2 separate regions of the Rattus norvegicus genome follow, and region 2 is linked to region 1. The links are chromatin contacts, called in public Hi-C maps. All regions are on one chromosome and are shown on one strand. Each heading gives the region's core, a stretch centred on a gene start, on an enhancer-like site or on the middle of the called end of the contact. The rest is flanking DNA. Distances are from core to core; before and after follow the strand shown.

Region 1 (5,499 bases), core at 1,550-4,049:
CTCCAGCTCCCAGGGTATCTTATCTGTTCTTTCACTGAAGCTCTCCCACTGCCCTGGTGCCCTACCTATGCATCAGCAGTATGGGGTGTGGACTTTACACGCTAAATAGTAAAGAATAGTATTTAGAAAGCAGGGACTGTCTTCTTGTCTGGCTGGTGGCCGTCCTTTGCTTGCTATTTGCTGACCACACTGAACTAATACAAGTCTTAACAATGGAGGAACTGATTTCAAGTACTAGTTCTAAATGTTTAGGGCTACGTTTTCTTTCTTCCAAAGAACTTTACCTACCTGCACCTTTTTATAAGTAACTGGAGACTCTCCTAAAATCCATCATTCAGGCCGGAGGCAAGGATAGAGGATATGCAATTCCTGAAGTGTGGATCTGTCTGTGGATTCTGTCAAAGATGAGGTAGGAGTGACACACTGGCCAGCTCTTACCTGCCTTTATTCTTTACACAACATTTCTGAGCACAAGACAAAAGAGGTCACAAGCTACAGAACATTGTGTGCTCACTGTCAAAGGCAATTTCTCTTTTTCCCACAGGGAAGAAAAATGGGGGTGGCCTTCCTCTCTAACAATCTCTTGTGGAAGAGTGCTCTGTTCACTTACCCCTTATCTAACTTAGTTAGTCGCTTAGGAAAAAGACTATGAATTTGCCTGTGTATCATAGCAGCAGAGGAAATCACTTGGAGAGAGAAGGAATACAGGAAGCAGTGTGAACTCAGGTTAAGAGCCAAAATAGGGAATTTCTGTGATTTAACAGGTTGCTACTTAGACTGTAGTTGAGTTTGTTCAATTCCCTTATCAAGACAAATTTCCAGCTATTACATATTACATATGCCCAGAATTAGGAGATGTTAAGTCAGATTTTCCAAATCACTAGGTCTAAAAGACTCAGCTCTACTCTTCAGAGAGGGTAGAAGTCAGGGACCGATTATCAGAGAGCATCAATAGCTCACCCATGTTGGCAAATAAATAGCAAGATCACATGCCCCCAACAGACACACACACATATATATATATACATACATATATATACATATATATGTATATATATATATATGATGTGTGTGTGTGTGTGTGTGTGTGTGTGAGAGAGAGAGAGAGAGAGAGAGAGAGAGAGAGAGAGAGAGAGAGAGAGAGAGAGAGAAAGTGTGAGCAAGGAGAGAGAGGAGGGAGAAAGAAACTTTGATAGCAGCAGGTGTTATATGACACCTTTTCTCATTTTCTTTCTGTCTGGCCTCTCAGCTCCCAACTCTCGAGAAGTAATACTTACCTGCCTACTCCTGAATCCATGAAGCATAAATATTTGGAACTGCACCTGGTTCTCTGAAAGAGTGTCCTAAACTGACTCAGGACTTCTATGAACCAAGTACCTTTCAAAACCTCCACATCCTACACCTGGGGACATTCTTGAAAAAAGAAAAATGTATATTACATAGGCCTATATGATATCCCCAGAATTATATACAAACAATGCCATTATCAGTTGGATGTTAGCTCTGGAAGGTTGTGTTCATAGGGCTCTATCGGTGCTGAAAGCAACTGAGTACCCAGAGGTTGGTGAGAATGAGAATTGTTTGCAACACTGATAGGCACGTAATCGTTAACTTGGCGGGGAATTACATTGTGTGGATGTAGCGTAGGACTTCAAACACATTGGTGAACGTAGAGTCAAAGATTGGCTATGATGATAATCAGTGTGTCTGGCTTCCCCGTCTAACGCCTCCTTGGGTTTTAAATGGATTCAAGCAGTTTGAAAACAAAGGCGTACCAAACGGTTAAGTGATTTTGGCAGCTGAGATTCGGCAAGGGCACGTACGTTCGGGTGATATTTTGGCAATGGTTTTTACATGCTCTGGAAATCCCATTTAGACATCCATGGGACATCTCACTACACAATGACCCAAGTAATCATGAAAGAAGGCTGGGCTTTGCATATTTCTGGAAATTTATTCAAATATCTAAGCCTTCCCCCCCTCCCTTTGCATTCAAAATGTAGAGTGAAGGCTTTGTATTAAGTAAGAACTATTAAACCTTTCAGGTTTTAGGTAGTCCCTGGTCCCAGAAATGATTTATAAAGTTGACTGCATTCAGAAAGCACCGGGGTCCCAGAAGCCCGGGGTTTCTTTGTCATCGCAGCGCCCTCTGCTGCTTCAGGATGAAACCTGCAAAATGGCTTGCCGCTTTCCTTTCAGCTTTTCAGGGCCTCTGGAAAGGAGGCTGGAAAACATTATCCTCAACTGAACCGTAGCCAGGAAATTCTCAGGAGGGAATTCTTTCCTGACATAAAATTAAACCTGGATCCAGCATATCTGAAGAGGGGAAAGAAGGAAAACTTACTGTTGATGTTTCTTGGCTTGAGTTTTTCCTCCCCCTGTTCTTAAAGCAACATTATTTTTAAAAGCTGAAACGAAACGTGCCATCTGCCAATTTGGCCTGTCTCTCAGTTTCCTTCAGTTAACATTTCACTGTCTTGTCCCAGTCTGTCCTTTTGCCCCACTCCAAAAAGTTGTTTTAAATGAACAAATGCTTTTCAACCCATCAGTGAACAAGTGGAGAACGTTTACCTCCGAGGGCAGGGAATCTGGCGTTAAAAGTTCCACAAAGTTCCAGGCATTGCATCACCGATGTGGTAGCTTTAAGTCACTGACTAACCAGGTCTGCCCGTAATTTGACCAACAGATCTCTGTCTCTTGAGCAGTGGTTCAGAAGCACACGACCCTTAGCAATATGCCTTCTAGGTCAACTGGGTGCACTGCCGAGTTAGAGCAGACAACCTGGGAGGCTAAACAGCAAGAGGACTTTGCCTGTCTGTGCCTGTCCTAGATGGTGCAATGATTGTATGACCTGGTTAGGCTGAAGACTGTTCACTCAGGGCTGATGTGTCATGGTGTTAAAACAAAATTAAACAAAACAAAACAACAACAACACACCTGTACCAGGGCATTCATGACCTGGGAAGTGAGACATTCATTGTATTTCAGACACACTTGCCAAGTTAGTGCTAATCTGAGGTCATCTCTTTGTCTGGCATGACTTTTCTTTTGTCCCCATCAAAAGCTATAGTCTGACTTATCACTCATCTCAGCTACCATTAAATAATGTTGTTCTTTACTGGGCAGTGTCCATTGTCCTCTTCTACTGCTTAAAAAGCAAGCAAACAAACAAACAAAACCTTTCCTTGCTATGTTGTAGTGACGCTTCTATCACGAGTTGCCTAACTATTTGTGTGAGGCTTTTCATAAACTTTTTATTCTGTTTCACGGGTCAGTTTGTCCGCCCATGCACCATATCAATATGTCTTCATTGCTAACGACGGATCACTTCCGTCGTGGAAAGGGCAGCACTTGGTCCTTCCAAGAAGGAAGGGTCTTGTTTCCGTGTTTGTCATTCCTTTAAGCCGGTCGGACATCATTTCCCATCTGGACCATTCGATATTCTTCCTATTCCCCATGCCATATGGACTTTTACACTGGCGATAATGTAATGTAAGCCTAATTTAATATTAAGCATTTGCATTTTGTCACTTTCTTATTGGTGATATCTACTTTTTTACTAACCGTATATCCTTTCTTTCTATGAAACAAAGATATATCCCATGGCATTGCCACGGAATTTTCAGTGTTTCTTGTGTTGGGAGGGTATTCTCTGCTCTATCGCAGTCAGGTTAGACCATGTGACTCGTTTTGGCCAATGAGCTAGGAGGAGACACGCCATGTGACTTATCCACGATCGAAGTTTCAAACACCATGATATATTTCTGGAAGTCCTGTCCCTTGGGAAGCTCCTTCAGCTGAGTACAGAGAGTAGTGTGAGAAGGCACAGGAAAGAGAGTTACAGCAGTCAGTCACAGCCACCGCCGTTTCACAGGAATGTTAAATAATTGTATATTTTGCAAGCCACTGAGAATTAAGGCTTGCTTCTTATGACCACAAAACTGACTAATGCACATCCCTTCATGGTAGAGTCCCATACTCCCTTTTTGGTCCTCCGTCAAGCTGGGACAGAGTATATACTTTATGTGCCAACCAATGATGAAACATGTCCAGCCTCTAGGTTCTCTTTCTGTTCTCTTCTTTTCCAAGCTCAAACGGCCAATTCCCAGTCTGCAGTAAAGCTTACTTTTGAGATCTTTCCAGGTAGCTCAACATAGCTCTCCCTCATGGAAACTTTACATGCGTTGGTTGGAAATGAGTTTTTCCTGTCTCTGAATTCCCACAAGGACTTCCTGCTTATGGTTTCTGTCACTCAACTGGTAGATAGCCATAAGTAGTGCTCTTTATTAAGCTCTTTGCTACACAGCAGATGCTAGTTTTAGACTTACTGCATTGGCTTGGTTATGCTAAGGTGGACTAAAATGAAGAAAGATTTACTAGGGGGAAGAGCAAGCAGGATAAAAGAAGAGGGGGCAATAGAAAGTGGTAGCATCTTCATTCTGCAGTGAAGTTCTGAAGGGCATGGACTGAAGAAGGCAGGGAAGGAAGACCAGGTAAGAGGACCATTAGCTGCAGCTACCTCTCAAAGGATGTTTAACCAAACAAATGGATAACCTGTAATCCAAAGCCATACTGGGGAGGATTCAGTAGCTTACAGAAAGAGCCCGCATTGGGCTCCTCACTGTGAGTGGTCAGCAGCAGCAGCTAGCAGCTCTGTGCACTACTGTGGTCAATCACAGCTGGGGTTATATGGCATGATATCTGAGTAAATTATTTTCATAGGTATCTCCTAAGTCTTTTTTTTCCCCCCCCGGAGCTGAGGACCGAACCCAGGGCCTTGCACTTGCTAGGCAAGCACTCTACCACTGAGCTAAATTCCCAACCCCCAACCCCCCAAGTCTTTTGAAGTCAGTATTGTTATCATTACTGTTTTTATAAGTCTTAATTTTTAATTATGTCTATGCCCATGTATCTGTTTAGGGGGTGTTATGGTTTGAATATGTGATGGTGTGAATATGTTTGGTCCAGGAAGTGGCACTATTAGGAGGTGTGGCCCTGTTGGAGTAGATGTAACCTTGATGAAGTAGGTGTGTTACTGTGGGCATGGGCTTTAAGAACCTCATCCTAGTTCTGTGCAAGCCAGTCTTCTCCTGTCTGTTCTCCGATGAAGATGTAGAACCCTCAGCCTGCACCATGCCTGCCTGGATGCTGCCATGCTCCTGCCTTGATGATACTGGACTGAAGCTCTGAACCTGTAAGTCAGCCCCAATTAAATGTATTTGTAAGAGTTGCCTTGGTCATGGTGTCTGTTCACAGCAGTAAAACCCTAACTAAGACAGGGGGTATATGCTCAGGTGCCTGCAGAAGACAGAAGGAAGCATCAGATTTTCTTGAAGCTGGGATTATAGGTTACTGTGAGCTGCTTAATGTGGGTGATGGGAACCTAGCTTGGATCCTCTACAAGAGTAGTCTATGCTCTTAATCTCTGAGCTCCACCTCCAGTCCCTATCATTCTTGTTTTAAGGCCAGGAACAGAGAGATTTAGGAGAGTTCTTTATC
Region 2 (5,916 bases), core at 2,027-4,526, 200 kb before region 1:
GGACTGTATGCTAAATTCACATAGTTCATGAAGATTAAAAAAAAGATAATAAAACGCCCAGAGTTAACATCTTAAGGCACATCTCTGAGTTTACAACACTTATTTTATGTCTTCTCAAGGACCCGGTATATGAGAGCATTTACTGAGGACCTGCTACACATCAGGACCCAAAGGACCAAAGGAATATCTGAGATGATGATTTCCCCAGGACCTGTTCTCCTGGGAACTCATCTTGTGGTGAAATTTAGAAATACCCACAATTTACTGTTGTCAAAGTCCCACTGAACCTTGTGATATCCCCCCAAAGCTACTGTAACTCCAATCCTGAACAAAGAATGGTTTGAAAGCCAAAAACAAAAACAAAAACAAAAAAACAAAAAAAAAAACAAAAAATAAAACCAACCCCCCAAAAAAACCCTAACCAAATAAACAACAACAACAACAACAACAACAACAACAAAAAACAGTGAAATCATTACACACACACACACACACACACACACACACACACACACACTAATACCTGATGTTGCTTATTGAATTCTTTCTACATGCCTGAGGCAGAAGCTTGAAATACATCACACATGTGGTAACTTAACATTCACATGAAAACACTACCAGATGAATTCTGTCGTCATAAGTGTATGGACTGAACTGTGATCCCTTGCAAAAAAGAACGATACTCTGAGGTTCCGAGACCTGGTTGGTCCCTGAGCATGTGAATTTATTTGTAAATAGGATCGGGGTAGAGGTGATTGAGTTAAAATGGGTTTAATGGAAGTAGGCCCCAGCCCAGTACACCTGGTGTCCGTGCAGAAAGGAGAAATCTGGAGCCTGGGGAGATGACTTGGTAGGTAAAACGCTTGCTGTGCAACCGTGAAGACCTGAGATTGACCCCAGAGTGACAGAGTGATTTTGGCTTTCTCAACATCTTGATGTCAGACCTCCAGCCTCCAGGCGGGGAAACAGATAGCTTGTTTAAAACAATTAATTTTTGGACTTTGCATTGGCAGCCACAGGAACCAACCACAATCAGTGTCTTATGGATCAGGGAACCAACGTACAGAGACTCTGAGTCGTTCATTCCAGCCTGGGCAGCTTCCAAAGGTGGTTTGACCTCAATGCTGATAGACAATGGTGGCTTGTTGTGAGCTATGGACGTCTGAAGAAAATACATGCTCAGAAACCATTTGAAATATTGCTGCTGTGTTGTTCAAGTACATGGTCTCATGTAGCGCCTGGAGTCTCTGAACCCTTCGTCTTAAAGGGCACAGCACAGAGCGTTCCGGGTGGGACCGTTCTGGCACATGCTGAAGGGCATGTTTGTGGAAGTGCAGGAAGCTCAGTTAAACTGGAGAATGCGAATGCCAGGATCTGGGGCCAGCCAGGGGTCTCCCTGCCCCTGCCTGGAACATGAGTATGACCAGACCCAGGAGGTGGGAACCTCAAAGCAACTGCGGTCGTCCCACAGCCTTTCTGGTTTGAGCCTCCGTCCAGAAATTTGAGCTGTTTAATTTTTTTTATAAATACCTTAAGAGAGGGTCAGGTTAATTACAAGAATGCCAAAGCTGCCTTCAGTAACAGTCTTTGCACACAGACCTTCTGAGTTAAGATACCGGGAAGGTGAAACTATTTTCTGAACAGAGAGATAATGCTTAGGTATTGTCCGCAGAGGAGGAGAGGAGATGGGAGGGAAACCTGGCCGAGCACTCATCCCAGAGCTCATGTGGGTCTGAGCGGATCTCTTCTGAGAGTCCTATCCTGGAAAATGAATCACAACCCACGTTTGGTGGGTGGAGTCCAGACCGATTCGCCTCTACCTCAGCCAGAAGGCAGGCAAAGGTGGCATAAGCTGGCTAGCTAAGTCAATAGACTTTTGTTAAACTTAGGGGAATAGGACACAGGACAAGATTAATGCAGACAGAGGAACGGCGTCCAGGCTTGTGTTGGCATCAGGGCAATTTTCTGTTCGGCCCTTAGAGAACAAGCTGAATTGGACCACATGGGTGTGCGTCTTCTCCCGTGATGTTTACATGGTAGGAAGGGACAGCCTCCAGCAGGTGTGATCTCTAGCAGTCCTGGGTGCAGCGATGTACAGGGGGCTTTTACTGTCTTGTGGGTTTATTTGCTGGGTGTGTTTGGCGTCACACTCTGCTTTCTGTTGCTGACACAGAATGCCTGATGGGGGTGATGTGTGCAGGAGAGAATTTTACTCTCTTCACAAGTGACTACAAATCTCAAACAGCATCGCCTAGGTATCTGAGGAGAATTTCCAGGGTTGTATCATAACATGGTCACTAGAAGCAAAATGGGAAGTTTCTGCATTCAGAAGGGTCAGGTGTGTAAGGAGACTCGGGTTGGAGGAACAGCCTAGCCAGATACCTGCTAGGAGCCACTCCTGCTAGGCTTGGCCCATTCCTCAGAGTCGGTCCATTTACGACTGAGGAATCCTGAGACCTTCTACTCCTTAAGGGCTACACCACCTCTTTCTGCTGCCACAGGGGACTGAGTTTCCAGTACATGCAACCTTGGGGACACCCTTATACCATATGCAAACCATACCTTATGGGTTTTGCAACCCCAAGTAGGATCAGATAAGAAGGAAATAGAGAGGCAGTGCTGGAAGAAACCATTGAAACTGCACCCTGACAGTTCTTGGTTAGAACAAGTAGACCCTGAGACCCAGAACACAAAACGTGGGCCACAGAATGGGATGTCACAGAAAAGAAGACAAGACAAGTAGTTAACCTTTGCTTAATGTGGGGCCAAAGGGCCACACAGCCAACAGTTAAAAAGTATTAGGTTTTGAGATAAAGGACAGAAAGATTTACTACCTTTGTTGGAAACTTCTCAGCCTATAGACACTGATCAATACTGATTTGTCACAAACTGGCGACAATCCCCCCTCCCCACCCTATTCTAAATATTTAAAGAGAATATCTTAGTATTGACATTTCAGTTCCTTCTTTAGAACAAAGTCCCAGAAGCATGAGTACACTTGTTTAGAAAGTTTAAATCCTGGGGATTTTATACATCACTGTTTAGCTTAACCTTTATTGTACCTACTTTGCTGTTAAGCCCTGGACCCTGAGACAGCAGATTCCACAGTAGAATTCCAGAGATAGACAAGTCACAGACTCACCGGGGAGTGGGCTCTGGGGCCTGTGCATTGATCTCCAAGGCAAAGATTGCAATGGCTAGGGTGATGGTCACGCCTGAGGCCATGCCGCTCCTCCTAGGCAGCCCTGGAGTCCTGAGAAGCATTTCTTTGCAACCAAAGGACAGGGAATAATAATTGCTCATATATGTTCAGGGTTTTGTTTGTGTTAGTTCGTGCTACCTAAGTACCAAAGTCCAACGAATAGAGAGTCATTTATTGTAATTCCTGGCTGCTAGTTTCCCTTATTGACAAAGTGTCATTGTGCAATAAACTAAAAAAAAAAAAAAAAAAAAAAAAAAAAAAGCAAGCTAAAAGCAACCCAATCAGATCAAACAAATTCCTAGCAGTTCTTTTCTTGGGAGATTCTGGAAGGGCAGATTAAGAGAGGCATAATTTATGGGAGAGGCCTATGGAATAGTCTCATAGAGGCCTAGGTTCAGAATAACTACAGAAACAGCAGGATGAAAGTCAAGGCTTAGGTGGGGACATATGTATCTTTTTTATATGTATATTCTTCTGAAAAATACAAAGTAAGTGCCACAAGGCTTTAGCAATAGCTACCAAAAAGGTAGGAATTTCCCTGCCACGAAGAATGCTGCTTGCCGGACATCTCCACATTTTCCAGGGCCTTGGAGAGGGAGAGGTTCTGGAAGCACTGAAGAATGTGGACCATGCGACCTTTCTGAGAACATTGGTTGCACCAGAGAATGACCTGTGGATGTTGCAAACATGGAAGTCTTTCACTTTCTATCTCACTCAAATTTAACGGGCGGGGCTTCTCAAATCTTTCCATGTGTGGCCAGGGTTGGGACTTAGCATACACAATGGGGTGGGGGGTGGGGAGAGCAGAGAGGTGGGTAATGTTTTATGACTTTATGATGTCTCATGACACTACTCTTATTTATTGTGTTGTTTGTCTGGGGCAGGGTCCGACAAGGCAGTTCAGGCTAGCCTGAAACTTGCTGCAGCCCTTCTGCCTAAACCCAATTACTGCAGTTACAGGTATGAATGCACATCCGGCCATTCCTAACAGTTTTGTTTCGTGGAGACAGGTTTGCCTCAGACCTTCCCATGGCACAGCTGAGAATGACGATGAACTCCGGGTTGGTCTGCATTTCCCAAGGGCAGAGATCTCAGGCTTTCAACACTGCATGGCTTCACAGCACAGTTCTTACAAGATATTCACAGAAAATTATTAATTACAACAGAGCAAATCCCAAACGTTAGCAAAGGTAAAACAGATGTCTGGTTGGTGAGATGACAGAGCTGTTTGGTTAGTTTAGGACCATATTACCCGTGCCACTGATGTTAAAGTCTCTAATCTCCGCCTTTTCTTAATACTCTTCCTTTTCCCATGCAAAGCTTGAGAACTAGTTGAACTAATTCCACTGACTTCTCGGCTTGTTGTGGAGACCACGGGCTTGCTTGACATTTAAGCCATACAGAATCATCAGGTAATGAGACTGATTCTTAAAAGTCACAGCTATGTCATTGAGGGAATCCATGCCACAGGGACACTTTCCATTCACCTTAGATAGTGACATGTGAGTGGCATCTGGACTCAGTCCAGTTCTGCCGGCTTTGTCACAGTACATGCGAGACTCTTCTTTGGTCTCTGTGGATACTCTCAGGATGTCTTTGGACCCAAGGACATGAACTAAGTTAGCACGGGACACTGTTTTATGTTACTGAGATGATGATAGTTGATTAGGCTGTGAGTCTTTCATTTGGTAAGTTGTCACAATTGGACATGGCAGAATCACCTTTCTCCTGGGAGACTGTCTTGAGGAGTGGAGGGAAGGACATTTTAGTTGGGATGGGAGGATATTCTAAATTGCTACTTAATTTAATCATCAGGCTACACAATGCAACAGTATGAATAGAATATAATAACAGTTCTACAAGTTGATACTGTATACTCTATAATGTATACACTCTATGAATAACATGGCTTTTACTTTTACCCTGTCTTTAACTCTTCTAGGCTCCTGACTTCTATCATGTATCTGACACGTTTGCAAGTGAGGCTTGTGCTTTGTGTGTATCTTGGAGAAAGAGAGGGTGAGGATGAATTAAGCTGGAGGAGCAAAAACAGCATCTTTATTGGGATAACACACAAAAGCCACCAGAGGTGAAAGTGGGAACTTTACAACATGCCGGCTCCTCTGTAGAGGCCAAAACATTTAATTCTCGATGGCTCTATCACGGAGCTGAAGAAATGCTGGATATGGAGGTCTACTATCTGCTCATCCCATCCAAGCGTGAGGCGCGTAGTGTGTAGGTTTTCCCACCACTCTTTTGAGTGCTGCCGTTAATATTTTAATCAGCTCATGCTGTTTCCGTGGTGCTCTGTGTAGCTGACTACCCCATCTGCTCGCTCTAGCACAGGACCCCAGTGGAAGGCAGCAAACTGGCCCATTCTTAGTTCTAGGGGTTTCTGCCTTGAAGACACCTCTTGGTTTTCTATCAGTAAAAATTTACTTTTTCTTTTTCTTAAATCTCATGTTGCTGAATTATACTTTCACATAATAATATAACACCTTTCCTTTGCCCATTTGGAATGGTAGAGACTCTGACCAGGAGCATGAAGAGGTTTTGTTCTTGTTCTTGTTTCGTTTTTCTTTTGTTGTTGTGTTTTTCCTAATGTGGAAAAAAAGAATGTGGTTCAGGGTCATTTCCATTTGGTACTTTTAAGGGTATATAAGACAGTTCTTTTCAAAGAACTTTTTATTGGTAATAATGGGCTCTCTTGAATG

The links. Hi-C and Micro-C count contacts between places; a contact is called where the count stands out from the background.
Region 2: a contact with region 1 is called in a Hi-C map of liver, with 3 times the contacts expected there. The contact joins the promoter of C9 here to the enhancer-like site in region 1. A contact is called at or near these places in 10 of 12 Hi-C or Micro-C datasets (Schwann cells, frontal cortex, hepatocytes and 5 more) and 1 of 1 datasets of contacts at active chromatin or transcription factors (oligodendrocytes).

The regions. Positions count from the first base shown.
Region 1 is chr2:57,099,236-57,104,734 of GRCr8, reverse strand. No RefSeq gene overlaps it. Among named protein-coding and RNA genes, the nearest start is that of Dab2, 170 kb to the left of the region's middle. Within about 2 kb of position 2,799, at least 8 of the 93 cell types and tissues checked have an H3K27ac peak or open chromatin away from gene starts, as enhancers often do. A contact at or near this core is called in kidney and liver, where this site is marked.
Region 2 is chr2:57,297,870-57,303,785 of GRCr8, reverse strand. C9 (complement C9) reads right to left here and starts at 3,276. Exons shown (of 11, transcript NM_057146.2): 1 at 3,143-3,276. The coding sequence starts at 3,264. LOC120100732 (a long non-coding RNA gene) reads left to right here. Exons shown (of 2, transcript XR_005500716.2): 2 at 120-488.